2 separate regions of the Mus musculus genome follow, and region 2 is linked to region 1. The links are chromatin contacts, called in public Hi-C maps. All regions are on one chromosome and are shown on one strand. The core of a region is the stretch at or near the end of the contact, and the rest is flanking DNA. Distances in the headings are between cores, read along the strand shown. Region 1 overlaps Enox1 (ecto-NOX disulfide-thiol exchanger 1). Region 2 overlaps Epsti1 (epithelial stromal interaction 1 (breast)).

Region 1 (7,437 bases), core at 1,835-4,334:
TACATATATCTACTATGTAGCACATCCTGATGACCTTCTGAGTAGTCATGCATGGTGAGCAAAATGGCCTTTAAATCAGCATCCTCGGTCCCACTAGCACTGCTAATCCACTCTAGTGGTAGCAATCATTGGGAGATAATAATTATATCTGTGATCGAGGCCCTGGACCTCTTTGGAGGACGGCCACCCTACAGAGAGCAGGCAGTCTTTAGAAGCAACTGAAGTCCCAGGTTTGCATCCAGCACACCAAATGATATGACCTCCTCAGAGAGAAAGGATTAAGAGCTAAACAAGTCAATACTCCTCCATACACTGCAGCTCCATTCAGTCAGTCACAGTGGGTTGGGGGGAAACGATGTGCTTTTTGCCTAATTACAATGCATACGTTGAACACAGCACAACAACAAAAATTCATGATCACAGTTAAATGACACATATATAAGTATTTGAGCTTTGAAATAGTTTTCAAAGAACAACATCCAGGATGTCTCTTTACAGCATTTTAGAAATGACTATTCTTTAAGCACATCTCTCCTTTTCAGCCTCATTGTGTAAATCATGTTGCTCTTCTCCAATTTCCCAGAATCCCCAAGGTCATTTTCTCCAGTGTTTGCTTTAAACAGGACTTGGTGCCAAGGAGCCTGCCTCAAATTTCAAGTTCACTCAGATGACATTTCCCACACTGTGTCTCTGCATATTTCCTGATGTCCAGATCTAGTCAATCTGCATTTTTTTTTTTTTTTGCAAGAAGTTTGACTTCCTGGTAATTGCAAATCACCTCCTCTTCCACAGTTCCCCTTTCCCCTGGGTAGGTGGACTGCCAGGAAGGCAGAGGAAGGGAGCAGCTTTGTGATGCTAATGAGGTCTCCCAGCAGGACACAGTCAGAACTAAGAGCTAAGTGTGGGCTCTCTGGGGGACCCAGGTGAGCCAATGTCACATGGCCGAGAGTCATTTGGACACTTGCTGCTACCCCCTGGAGGAAGGCATTCTAGATCCAGAGCAGCAATCTGCTAATGGCTTACATAATGGCGAAGTGAGTCACTCTACCTGTGAGCTGGGACTCTATGGAAGACTTTAATTCAAAAGGAAATTCTGGAAGAAAAGCATTAGGTGATGGCAGATGTATATCTACTAAGGTGCTGGTGGTTGGGTGCATGTTAACACATTGTGGACATCTATAACGCTAGCTGTTTCCAGCTGACTTTAAGATTCTGTACTACACTCTGAGCTCAGCCATGGTTGCCTCCAGGACCCTTGAAGAGGGAGAGAGATGTTTTTCAAACATTGGCCTGGACTATCACCTATCAGATAGGCCCTGCTCAAGAGTCAAGATGGTTGTCCCAATCCTTTAGAAAATCCACATACACATGTACACACACACACACACACACACACTAAATGGTATATATACTTTTAAATCTCCAATTATAAAATGAGCATGGTGGCTCACCACTGAAATCCCAGGATTATATAAACTCACGGTTAATCTGAGCTATACAATGAATTTCCATACAGGCTGGCTACAGAGCAAAGCCCTGTCTTACACACACACACACACACACAAAACAATAACAACCTTAGTTACAAATGAAGTCTCAGCCAACATAAACTAAGAAACAAACCAACTAAGCCTCTAAGAAAGGTAGATCTCTACTTTTCTTAGTGTGGGTCTCTAGTATATTCTTTTGTAGTTTTGTTCCTTTGTGATTGGAATGACAAAGAAAAAATTACCTTCTAATCGGGGAAGGAATCAAGGCAAGGCTTAGTGATTCAAGCTTTGTAACAAAAGATAGCCCTAGAAGGTCTTGAAATATTTCAGAACTTTATTTGCACTAGCTCGCTTCATCCCAAAGATAGCCTTTGAGATAAACAGCCTGAATGGAAAGTATCCCTGACAGCTCATGTTTTGAGAACCTGACTGGAAGCTTTGTGGAGAGGTTGTGGAGCCTTTGAGATATGGTGCCTAGCTGGCACACTTCAGCCATTAGAGACATAGCTTTGAGAGTCCCACCCACCTGTAATTGCAATCCTGAGTGCCCTGCTTCCTAACCCAGCAAGAGGTGCCTAGAATGCATTCCAGGTTCCTGCACCGTGGATAGAATTCACTAGTCACCATTCTCATTCCACCATGACTGTTTCCTGTGGAAATGTGAGCCCAAACAAACAGCTCTGCTAAGCCCTGCCATCCCGAGGACCAGAAGAGTGACTAATGTAAGAGTTGATTAGTTTTTACATGAGAAAATCAAAGCTTAGTGAACTTAAGTTGTTCACTCCAGCTTCTCCAGGTAAATGGCAGAGATGGGATATAAAAGCAAACTACCAATTATTTCAGCTTATCAGTATCCAGAGACATTTTCAACCAGGATTAGGCTACTTCCAAGAAATTTAAATGGAGGACGACAGAGGTGAAAGACCAAAGAAGTGGGAGCTGTGGAATGGCTCTGAGGATAAAGAGCTTGTAATGCAAGTGGGGCGATCCGAGTTTAGTTCCCAGAATCCACTTAAAAAGCCAGATGGGTAGAGTGGCTCATTTATAATTGCAGCATTCAAGAGGCAGAAACAGGAGACCTCTGGGGCAAGCTGGCTCCAGAGACCTGCAAGCTCAGGTTACAGTGAGATACACTCTGGCTTCCACATGCACGTCTATAAGTGCACATCCACCCATACACATGTGAACACAATCACAAAGGCATGTGCCTGCCCTCACTCGCGCGCGCACACACACACACACACACACAGACACAGAGAGATGAATAGAAAAAAAAAGAAATAGAAGTTTAAAACAGGACATATGTCTCTAGATCTGTTATTTTGCTTTGTGAGTTAAAGAAGGCTCTCATGCTGAACCATATAAACGTTTGGGGTTAGTCCTCAGCCATGTGACTCTTCTGATTAACAAAGTTCCACTATAGACGTGTGCCACGCTCATGTGGCACCATGCTTATTCAAATGGGATTCATCTCCATTTTGTTATTTCCAAGGGTCCATGCCCAGGAACTGAGTTCTCTTGTGTGTCTCCTGGGAAGTTTGGGGAGGAGGGGTGACATCCTGGGAACAATGTCTGTCTTCTCTCTTATGACTCATCCAAGAATGTCTAAGAAATTCTGCTGCTTCTGGCCCAAAGCAATGAGTTACTCCATCTGCCAAAGCAGAGTCATATGGAAAAACAACATACCAGCTATGAGAAATTATTTAGCCAAAACAGACGCACAGCGGGGTTAACCTTTACCCATCTCCCGTGCTCGTCACAAAAACATGTGCGTACATTTCCATTTTCATCTTGCCAGAAGCAGGTGAGGGCAGAATTTGCTTCCTCCTGTGTGCTCCCAGACTACTTTGTACAAATTGCTAATTACAGTGCTTACTATATTGTCCTATAATTAGATTTTAGGTGTCTGCTTCCCAACTAATATAATCGCTCCTTTCCCCCTGCACATTTCTATTCCAAGCATCTGGATCACGCCTAACAAATATTTGTTAAACAAACAAACGAAAGACTGCATGGAAGCGTGAGTAAAGACTCTCTTTATTGCAAAAAAGGGGTCTTTTTCCTCTGTGCTTTATGACTGGAAATGGTTTTTGACATCGCTAGACTTGGGAAGGATCACTGTTTGTCTGGAAGATTAGGTATTCGGGATGTTTGGGTACTTAATGGGTAAGTTTCATGGATGGTTACACCTATACACATACATATCTACATCTATATATCTTACACTTTCCTTTGCTTCTTATTTTATACATCTCATTTACCCATCAAGTTCACTTGATTTATGACTTGTCTTCCTTAGATTTAAGTACTTTAAATAATGGGATTTACTTTAACAAGAGTTGGCAAATGGGGCTGGAAATGTAACTAGCCATGCCCTCCACAGTAATGCCCATGACCTGTGGTGTTTCAAGTATGATGGATACTAAAGACCTGGAAAGACCCCATGGAAGTTATGGTTGGCAGGAAGGGAGAACAAGAGAGAGGCAAATAATAAGATAAATGAAGAATAGTGGCTACAGTAAACCAGGAAGAAGGGCACAGAGGAAGGCGACAATCTGAACAGAGGGAGGGAGGGGCAGTTATAGTTTTCACGGATTTTCAGAGAGGCACGAAGCATTTGGTTTGTACATAAAGATATGTGGTATTGGGTGTTCTATAATTATGGTAACAAGAAGACTCAAAGTTTTCCTTGGGGCAGGATTATTTTGGCCACCAAATTGAGAGTGGATTGCAAGACTGTGGGACCAGATCCACTGGGGGCCAAGTAGGGCACCATCTCCACACTCCAAATGGGGTATTAAAGGTAAGACTGGCTAGCAACTAACTAGATAAAGGTTTGGGAAACACTCTCTAAGTACGACCAGATAAGAAGTGGTTAAGCCTTGTCAGCATATGATTTCTACAACTATTACTTGGATTTTCTGTTGTTAATTAGAAAGAGGACATTTAAAAAGAAAAAACAGAAATGAAAGACTTCTGTTCCAAAAAAAAAAAAAAAAAAAAAAAAAGCCAAGAGGATGTTTTTGTTCCAGGGCTGACACATGCCAACTTCTAGTCTCAATGAAGGATGTGGGAACCAGAATAGCAACGCACAGCTCCCAGTCTGGAGTCTGGACATCTGGATAGCCACAGCTACCACTTACAACAGCCAGTGGAGGAAGGAGGCTCTGTCAGCTCAGAGACACTCCAGTTCAAGACACGTGAAGAGCATCACTCAAGACCCGTTGCATGAACAGACATTTCAATCTTGCTTTCAGAGAAAAAGAACAAGGCTCTAGGTAAATTGGAGTAGTCATAAGGGAATAAGTTTGTCTTCTATTGTTATAATAAAACACCATAATCAAAAGCAAACTTAGGTAGGAAAGGGTTTATCTGAATTACAAGTCTTTCCTGATCATAGCCTATCATGAAAGGCAGTCAGTGCAGGAACTCAAGGTAGGAATCTGGAGGCAGGAACTGAACCAGAGGCTGTAGAGGAGTGGTGCTTACTGGCTGCTTCTACACGGCATGCTCAGCCTGCTTTCTTATAACAGACCAGAACCACCTGACTAGGGGTACCATGGCCCACAGTGGGCTGAGCCCCCAAATCAAACATTAACCAAGAATTCCTCTCAAAAATTTGTCCCAAAAATTTGTCTTGCACTGCAATCTGATACAGGCATTGTCTCAGCTGAGGTTTCTTTTTCAGAGGACCCTAACCTATGTCAAGTTTTAAAAGAAATTAGCCAGCGCAGTAGTTTGTTATATTAACAAATCAGCAAGACTCTATATCTTTAGTAATGCTTCTAAATCTATTCCTACATAGTTATTCAAAGAATTCAGATAAGGAAACGTTGAACAATTGTTTCAGGTGCTTGTTAAATAATAGCATCCATTCCAAAAAAAAGGAAGAAAGTGAGCCAGAAGCAGTTGAAGCAGTTGTAGAAGATTTTCACAAAGAGCTTTTATACACATGGCCACACCCCATTGCAGGGGAGCTAGGAAACAGTAGTGTTAGCTGTGCTTCTGAAATAAAGAGCCGAGTACATCTGGGTGGACAGCTGGTAGTGCTTAGAATACGAGTAAAGAATTATATTATGAATAAATGTGATGGTTTGAATGAGAATGGTTCTCATAGGCTATAGGTTTGAATACTTGGTCTCCAGCTAGTGGAATTGTTTGGGAAGGACTAGGAGGTGTGGCCTTATTGAGGATGTGTGTCCCTGGAGGTAGGCTTTAAGCTTTCAAAGCCACTCCCAAATTCTTTCTGCCTCATGCTGAGTTTCTCAGCTGCTCCAACTGCCAAGCTCTTGTTTTGCCATCATAGACTCTAAACCTTTGAAATCATAAGCCCAAATTAAACACTTTCTTTGTCTTGGTTACAGTGTTTTCTCACAGCACTGGAAAAGTAACTAAGACAAGGAATAAAATACTCAGATGACAATGAAGAATTCAAGAGACCAAGCTCATGAGACCCAGTTTCAAACTTGAAAGTTGAAAAATAAACGGAGATTAAAAAGAGGATGCAGAAAATCAGAATAATAATTAGAATAATACCTGGAGGTTGTCCAAGATGCTTAGTGGGCAAATGTAGGAATGAGTACAAATTTAATCATTAAGCATCTAATCTTTCTCTGACAAGTTAACACATGTTGGGTACTTCCAATATTTGGATGAAAAATAAGACAAATTTCATTTAAGAGAAAATGGCAGAATCAGCTTCTCCAAAAAGCAGCTTTTCATTCTCAAGCAAATGGAGTGCTTCGGGGCTATGTATCATTTATTGTCTATAAATCAACCTACAGAGATAGTATATATATATACTGCATCAAAATTCTATATGACCTTACAGACATAAACATATTAACTTGATGGTAAATGTGGGCCGTCCCTGAACACACATGACTCAGGACTTACAGAATTATGCAATTTTGTTTTGCTTCCATTCTTATGTGGCTCCCCATGCTCTCTTCTTTTCTCAGCCTTTGCCTCTACCTTTTAACCTAAACCTATTTACAGTGACAAGTCTGAAGAAAAGATGCTCGTTCCTATGGCATTTCAAACCCTACTCCATGTTTTCAAATTAGATATGAGTCTGTAGCCCGGGGTGATGTATAAGGGCATCCATGATCTCCTTTTGGCTCTTATACACAGCAGGCCTCAGCTAGAAAGATAAGAACCCATGGTCTCCTTGGCACATCAGACCATCAAACATGAGAGTAACATACATCACTCCACCTCTGCGCTCTCTCTCTCTCTCTCTCTCTCTCTCTCTCTCTCTCTCTCTCTCTTTCTCTCTCTGTCTCTCTTGAGGGCACCAGGATTTTGAGGTACAAAGTTGATTCTGAGAATTCTACATCAGGAATATTCATTTTGGCAGAATAATAGTCAGTCTTGCGTATAAATAAGACTGAAAAAAAAGGCAAGCAGATATTTAAAAAAAAAAAAAAAGAATCAGTCCAAGAGGTACACAGATTTTAAGGAGAATAAAATGGATAAACTGTTGCCAAACTTAAACTATTAATGTATAAAATCTGACCATGTGTGTATTGATAAGCTTGACTTCAAACAACCAAGAAATTCAATAAATATAAATTGAAGAGGGTGTCGATACTGCCCACACTTCCTCTCTAGATGATACTCAGTCAGCAATTCAGTAGCACAAGTCACACATGCTGGATTATTCGTTTCCTCCTCTCCAGGTCATAACTCATATCGGGTATGGATTTAACAACTGGAGATGGTGTCTCAGCAAAATTAACTCTTCAATCTATTTAATATGTACAACCAAAGAGAACCTTTGGAAAGTTACATTTGTGCCTTGGCTTCTGAAATGAGATTTTTCCATCAGCTCCATCCAAGAACTATTTCTTATTACACCTTTTACAGGGTTTTCATTACTCAAAGTCTGCAAGCTTCAAATCTCATCTGCAAAGTACATCAGGAAACCTGTTGATGATACAGATAA
Region 2 (7,437 bases), core at 456-2,955, 680 kb before region 1:
GCTGTGCATTTTAAAGACTAAGTGCCCCATAAGCACAGTCATTATCACTTCTCCCAGCCATTATCACACTGGCAATGCAGAATATGTCACTACTAGATAGCTAATATCCACTTTTCTGTCTGACGCAAGCTACTAAATGGGCATACGTAGCCATGAGCAGCCACAGATGATCATATTCAAGAGAATGGTCTGGTAAGAGTGAAAGCCAGCCAGCCAGATAAACCAAGTCCCACTTAAATGAATGCTCCACAATTTTTCATGTACCTAGAAATCAGCTTAGAGAGCTTGGCAGGATACAGTTTATAGTAGGTCCAAGGTAGACTCGTGAGAGCCTGCACATCAGCAAGTCCCAGGTGAGGTCAATTCTGCTCACTGACCTTTTGTTTGGAAAGGCTAGAGAGCTGCTCCTTCTCCATCACGTTCAAATTTATATCATTATTATCAATTTAGGAAAGCTAAATTAATTAATCCAATTAATGTTTCAGTGTCTAAAGATTGCCATGGCTCTATAGCTGTGGTGTGACCTTGAAAGAGGTTCATCTGAGTGTTAAAGAATAGAGTTTCACCCACCCATTAAGAAAGTGTTTTGTTGGGCATGAAGAAATGGACTGTAAACAACCCACAAGCCAACCAAACAAGGTTGTAGGGACCAAGTAACACCAGACAAGACTTAGATGAGAGTCTATAACAACAACTGAAATTCTCCAGGTTCTCTCAGCCTTCAATCCAGTTTCTGGTAGTGTTTCCCATGGTTCCACTTGATATGCAGATAGACTGCATAAGATGTGCTTTCTTCCCGCTACCATCACAGACCAAAGCTCCAGCTTTTCAGGTGGGAGATAGGAAGAGAAAGAGATGAAGAACAGAACCACGGTGAAAAGAGACGTATAAGAGAAAGAGATGGAAAAAAGGTGGTTTCAGCAAAGCTCTTTTGTGTAATAACCAACTGGTAGTGGATTGCTGGATCAAAATTTGTAATAAATTACCTGTGGGTTTTTTTTTATATATATATACTTTCCGCGCTTATTACAGTTTGTGTAAGCAAATCCGGGCTTGGTGCCACCTGCATCACTATGGCAACAAGTTGCCCTTGGAGTTGGGAGGTGAGACTTGCAGAATCATTTTACAGGAAGAGTTCTGAGAAAGTTGGGAGCTTGCCCAAGGTCAAACAACAAAGGCAGATACTCTCCAAGAAAGTCTAGAGAATTCCTTCAGGGAGGGGCAAACCTGAATTCCCTTTCAGTGTCACATAAGCCATCAGCTTCCGGCTTCCTTAACTCGAAATGCAAAAAATCCCATCTATTATGGCTAGGTGTGATAGCTCATGCCTTTAATTCTAACACAGAGAGGCAGAGGCAGCTAATTTCTGTGTGTTCTAGGTTAGGCAGGGCTACATAATGAGACTCTGTCTATAGATAGATAGATAGATAGATAGATAGATAGATAGATAGATAGATAGATCTATTGCTTAGAATGGGGTTTAAACTTTGAACAATACTTAATCTGTAAAAATAAGCAAGAGGAGAAAAGAAGGGGAAAGAGGAGGAAGAAAAACAAAGATAGAAAAGGGAGAAAGAAAGTAAGAGATAGGGGGAGGAAAAGAGGGAGAGAGAAAGGCAAAGATAGGAAGGGGGTGGAGAACCAGGAGTTCTGTTTCTAAGAAGCAGCAGCAACAGGTGCTGCACGTGGCCTTCAGAACCATGAGTCAATTCCCTGATCTCAAACCTCCAACACTAAGCCTCACTTCCTGTTAGGCCTTTGCCAAAGGGGAGGGGCTTAAACAATTGCCACCTTGTTTCTCGTTCTCTAGCAAATGAGCATTTGTAAGAGATTTTCCCCAAGTTCTGGATGCTACTAAAAACTTAAGTATGGCTGTTTGGTTGAGAAAATCTGATATCACTGCCGCTAAAAGGGTGGTGCACACATGCTCTTTCGCTCGGTGGCAAGAAGGCTGTGTTTACCTTCAATACACTCTCCCTGGAAAAAGATCTGTTTGAATACAAATATGACCATGGCCCACTATCTGACGCTGTTGCTTGTTGCTTTGTCTTTTGGGCATCCACACTGCTCTGAGGTGAGGCCGTGGGTGTGGTGACTCACACCCCTAGTTCTGAGACTAGGATGTTGGAATATGAAACCCAGCTACTCTAATTACGTGGGGGTCGTGGGGCACCTTATCTTTCCTCTCTGTGTCATTTCCTCATTTGCACAATTGGATACCAGCCACCTTCTCAGATTACAGCGAGGGTTGAGTGAGTAGTACTCTGGACTGTGTCTGGAGGGGAACCTGACAGCTGACCCTCAGTAAGCATCAGCCGACCTCCCCACCACCCACTTACCTTCTCCCTCTGGATTGCTTTCATTTTTTGGAACTTGGCTTCCTCAGCTTCCTTCCTGATTCGAATAGATTCATCCCTCTTGAGCTGAATTGTAGTGAGATTACAGAGGACAGGAAAAAAAAAAAAAAACCACACACACACAGTTACCATTTTTCAGTCTGAACTTCTGGAACACAAAATTATGATGAAAGGCAAATTACAGTATTGTTTGTGTTATCCCTCACCATGATTATAGGTTGTTACTTTAAGCCACTTAGATCTCAGAAAATGGCCAGGCTGCACCTCCTGTCTGAGAAATCTTAGTGTTCCTTCATGGGTATCTATCTATCTATCTATCTATCTATCTATCTATCTATCTATCTTTTATCTATCTTGCTTACTTTCTCTCTTTCTCTGTCTCTCTCTGTGTGTGTGTGTGTGTGTGTGTGTGCACGTGTGTATGTGTGTGTGTGTGTGTGTGTGTGTGTTTATCCATGCACACAGGACAAAAGAGGTAAACAATTATTCTTTATTATAAAACTCATAGGACTTATTGTAAAAACACTGGTTATCTTAAATCATTTTTGTACTACTTGCAATCACTATTTTGGGAATGAAAACATAGTAACCTTAAACTATAGTTAATATGTAACTAATAGTAACTAATAGTAAACTATAGTTAATAGTAACTAATGTGAAGGTCTGACTGCCTTTAATCAAAGGTCATGCATAGCACACATGGCTAGGGTAAGAATTCTAGATATTCTCCTCTCTACTTCTCACTGTCTAGCAATTTTCTTATTTTGAGAATTACATTTTGCAATTGATTTACAGGCTTTATATTTTGAGTCACAGTGTTATTTCATGGTCACACAGAAATGTTGGTGCCGAAACTTGTTGACGAAATGAAACTAGGAGAAATAGATTCTGACCTTTTGCTGGTATTTAGAACGCATCTGTTGCAGCTGTTGTTTCTGTCTGACTTCAGCCTCAGACTGGCTTCCACCTGGTGAAAATAAATAATAAATAAATAAATAAGTAAATAAGCCACAAAGGTAAAACAGAAATATTAAGCTGCAAGGCCAGCTGTTGAGTACTAGTTAACTAGTTAACTGCATGGGAACCCAGCAGTGTGACTTGAGTTTTTTATACACCTGGACATTGGAATATAGCCGGTCATCTTCAAAAGTTGTCTAAGAGTGGTGGTCACTTTAAAAGCTAACTGATGGGTGGGAAGATGAAACTTTGTTCTTTAAAGACACTAGGGCTTTCCATCATAAACATTAAAGTCTTCACCTAGCTTGAAACCATGCCTGAAGGACCACACTAGACATTAAGCGATTCTGTCTTGGCTAAGAATTCTGGAACATTCCTCCTGCATAAGAAAGAACCTTTCAGATTTTCGGCACAGCAGATGTACGTAATCTTTATTACCCACTCATTTCCCCCAATATTTTTAGTAGTTCTTTGAGCGTTTTGTACAGTGTGTTGATCATATTCATCTCCCTTCCCCCAACTCCTCTCAGATCCATCCCCTCTTCCCTACCTGCCCAACTGTGCATCCTGCTTATTTTTTAAATTCTTCAAGACCAATTGTGCTGCCCAAACATTCTTGTTTGTGTGGTCTTCCCCTGGAGAACAGTCAATTTATCAGTGACTACATGCTCAGAGAAAACTCTAAGTTTCCCACAAGTCTGTGGCCGATGGGTCCTCAGAAGGGTTGGGGGTGGCACAGAATTGGGTTAAAGGCTAGCCTGGCTAGTGAGACCTTCACTCTGAAAAGAAAGTGGCTGTCTCATGGATGGTTTGTCTTCCTGAGTCAGAAGAGAAGGGATACACTGCTGCTGTTGACTGCAGTTCTAACAAGGATCTCATGAAAGAATATACATCTAAAGTCATCCTGGAGGTGACCAATTCTGGCCAGTACCTAGGACTGATCGCTAGTCACTGGGATGAAACTGTCTCAAAACACAAAGAGGAAAAAAATCTCTTACTTTGGGCTGGTGAGATGGCTCAGTGGGTAAGAGCACCCGACTGCTCTTCCAGAGGTCCGGAGTTCAAATCCCAGCAACCACATGGTGGCTCACAACCATCTGTAACAAGATCTGATGCCCTCTTCTGGAGTGTCTGAAGTGTACTTACATATAATAAATAAATAAATCTTTAAAAAAAAAATCTCTTACTTTACCTCAAAACCATGTGGAAGGTGAAACACTTGAGAGGACCTATTAAAGAGAAGAGGTTTGGGGGCTAGAGATGGCTCAGCGGTTAAGAGTACTGACTGTTCTTTCAGAGATCCTGAATTCAATTCCCAGCAACCACATTGTGGCTCACAACTATCTGTAATGGGATCCAATGCCCTCTTCTGGTGTGTCTGAAGACAGGGACAGTGCACTCACATACATAAAATAAATAAATCTTTAAAAAAATGATAAAAGATTTTTTAAAAAGAAGAAGGAGGAGGAAGAGAAGAGGAGGAGGAGAAGAGGAGGAGGAGAAGAGGAGGAGGAGGAGGAGGAAGAGGAGGAGGAGGAGGAGGAGGAGGAGGAGGACGTTTAGACTATATTCCTCAAGTCTCAAATTCCTCAAGTTTATTTGGCTAAAGGTGAAATGTGTGGAGTTACATATATAGTTCTATATCTTTCATTCATTAAGAGATTTCCAAATTAGTTTCTTCCCTTGCCCACCCCCTCCACCTTTATCTCTAAGACTATTGTGGTGGTATGTGGCTTCTAACCCAAGGCATCTTTGTGGTAACTGGAACTGTGCCAAGCCTCTATGTGTTAAGCTGCAGCTGACTCTGAAGTCAAGATAGGACGTAAATGACTCCCACTGAGGGATGGGGGTATGGGTATCCCCTCTAAAGGCCTGAAACCCCACACAGGAGACCCAGACATTCCATCACCCTGGCAGCACCTGCTCTGCCAACTCAAATGTCCCCCAGCCCTAGCATGAAAACCCAGGAGACATCCATCTTTATACCCACTGCTGGGTCCCCAGCTTACTCCCATTCTATGTTCCCAATGGACTCTCCGTTCAGTTTTGTCACATTAGCATCTAACTGCCAGGATGGATATGCTGTGGTGGCTTTCCCTTGCATCCTGGAAGTGCTGTGACTGGGCATATGCAGCGCCCCAGGTAAGCTCTCTTCAGAGCTGATCATCTAAGAGGCTCTAAATTATTTGCCAATTAAGCCATCACTTTATTCCCACACAACTGTGGCAGATGCATTTGCTCCTTACATAAAACCAGAGACAGCAATCTACCTGCACATTTGAATGTTTCCTATCAGATGAATTCCGTCTCCGGCAGAAATACCATAGAGCAAGCCTTCGCATGTGAAGGAAAGCAGACCCAGCCTGTCTCAGTAGGATCTGCCAGTGACCCTGCCTACCCGCTCTGGCTTTCCATCTGCCACTCACCCAGCCGTTGTGGCACCAAGTAGACTGGTTTTGCCCTGTTCTGTTGCTTCCATCTCTCCAGGTCTGCCAGTTCTTGCTCAGCAACTAACCAGGAGAGAAATAGCAAGTTGTTGATTGTTTGAAAAGAAACCTGGTCATTGCAGCATCAAAACACACAGCAGACAGCAGATAGTGAGTTTTCCGGAATGAGACAGAAAAAAATGACCATGAAAAGCTGATACCTCCCAGCCCTCCCGGACCCCCAAGTCATGCAGGGCCCACCCCTGGCAGCTCCTAAGTGTCCTCACAGAAGGTACAAATTTGAACAACAGCTAAACTCCTACTAACACAAAGAAATATAGTTTTCCCTCCAACACTGACATTCTTAAAACCTCATGAATTATTTCGAAAGGTTTTCTATAACAAATGTGTACAAAAACTAGAATATTCATATGTCAATAAGATCCGGGTAAATATACATCCCCAAAGAATTGTGATGCCTATATTTGCTTTATTTTTAACATTTCTCAAGCTGGCTGTTATCTCTGAGGAGGGAGGCTCTGCCCTGTGCGTTGGCACCCTGCTTTGGGTCTTGGTATTCTTTATTGTCCAAATATTCAGACAGCAGGGGGCGCCTGGGAGACTTAGTTCTGTTGCTATATAACCTAATCTCCCGGTTTAGTTCCCCTTAGAAACTTGAACTCGAAGCCTGTAAGATGTTGGAACCTTGGGGTTCTGTTGGCTAAATGTCTGCAGTCCCCACAATCACTGAAGACCACTGTCATATGCTATACTGACTCACCGGACCACCCTGATTGATTCTTGTCCATGTGGTCTCTTCGGATAACTACTTTCCTGGCTGGGCCGTTATGGCCTTATTGGTTACTGAATTCCTTACCAATACCCTAAGAAGGGAGAGCACAGAATCCTGGAGCTGGAAACATGGCTGACGTGGGCAGTCACACAGTGTCCTGGTGAACCATGTGAACATTATCTCCCCTTGCAACTACAAATAGTGCGACAGTGTCAGAGGGCAGCATTTGTTAGTTCTGTGCCTCAGTTAAACCTGCTACTCATGCTCTAAGTACAAGGAGTACAGCCAAAGATTGGGGGGGGGGGGAGTGATTATACACACTGTATAAGGTAAGATTGTAGAGGGCAGATTGACAGATACAGAAGGATAAGAATACAGAGGCAGAAAAAGTCTATTAAGGAGGGATGGAACATATATTTTAAAAAAAGGTACAAATTCCCTCATAATCTTTTTGACATATAGCATGTCGTTTCAAAGGTATTCACAGCACCATTAAAATATCACCACCAACTTATTTAGTATATCAGGGACAAGATCCAAACAATAACAATAGGTGTGAAGTTGTTTAAACCCAAGAAAAATCCAAAGCTCATAGTCACTCATTACCATGAGCTCTGTTACTAATGTAGAGAAACGAATTTAGAAGTGCTAACAATAGAATAATTTTTACAAGTGCAATTAAAACTCTAAGTTTTTTTTAAGACCTTGGTAAGATTCTGTGAGTCTCTATAAATAAGAAAATAAAAATACTTTAAAAAATTATAAAGAGGAGAAGCATTCTGAGTGTCGGGTGAAAGTGCGTGCCATACTTCTCTGTATCTTCTGCCTTCTGCTCTCGTTTGGTGCTATCAGGGTGTATGTGCCTGCGCTGGAAAGAAGGGAAAACAGTGGTTATCATCATGAC

Evidence for each region. Hi-C and Micro-C count contacts between places; a contact is called where the count stands out from the background.
Region 2: a contact with region 1 is called in a Hi-C map of the N1E-115 cell line, with 4 times the contacts expected there. The contact joins two enhancer-like sites. A contact is called at or near these places in 2 of 484 Hi-C or Micro-C datasets (the N1E-115 cell line and cerebellum) and 2 of 115 datasets of contacts at active chromatin or transcription factors (astrocytes and embryonic stem cells).

The regions. Positions count from the first base shown.
Region 1 is chr14:77,244,323-77,251,759 of GRCm38.p6, reverse strand. All of the region lies in intron 1 of Enox1 (ecto-NOX disulfide-thiol exchanger 1), which reads right to left. Among named protein-coding and RNA genes, the nearest start is that of Enox1, 91 kb to the right of the region's middle. Within about 2 kb of position 3,084, at least 15 of the 459 cell types and tissues checked have an H3K27ac peak or open chromatin away from gene starts, as enhancers often do. A contact at or near this core is called in the N1E-115 cell line, where this site is marked.
Region 2 is chr14:77,927,134-77,934,570 of GRCm38.p6, reverse strand. It overlaps Epsti1 (epithelial stromal interaction 1 (breast)), which reads right to left. Exons shown (of 12, transcript NM_029495.2): 2 at 7,343-7,401; 3 at 5,741-5,824; 4 at 3,251-3,324; 5 at 2,340-2,423. Among named protein-coding and RNA genes, the nearest start is that of Epsti1, 27 kb to the right of the region's middle. Within about 2 kb of position 1,705, at least 61 of the 459 cell types and tissues checked have an H3K27ac peak or open chromatin away from gene starts, as enhancers often do. A contact at or near this core is called in the N1E-115 cell line, where this site is marked.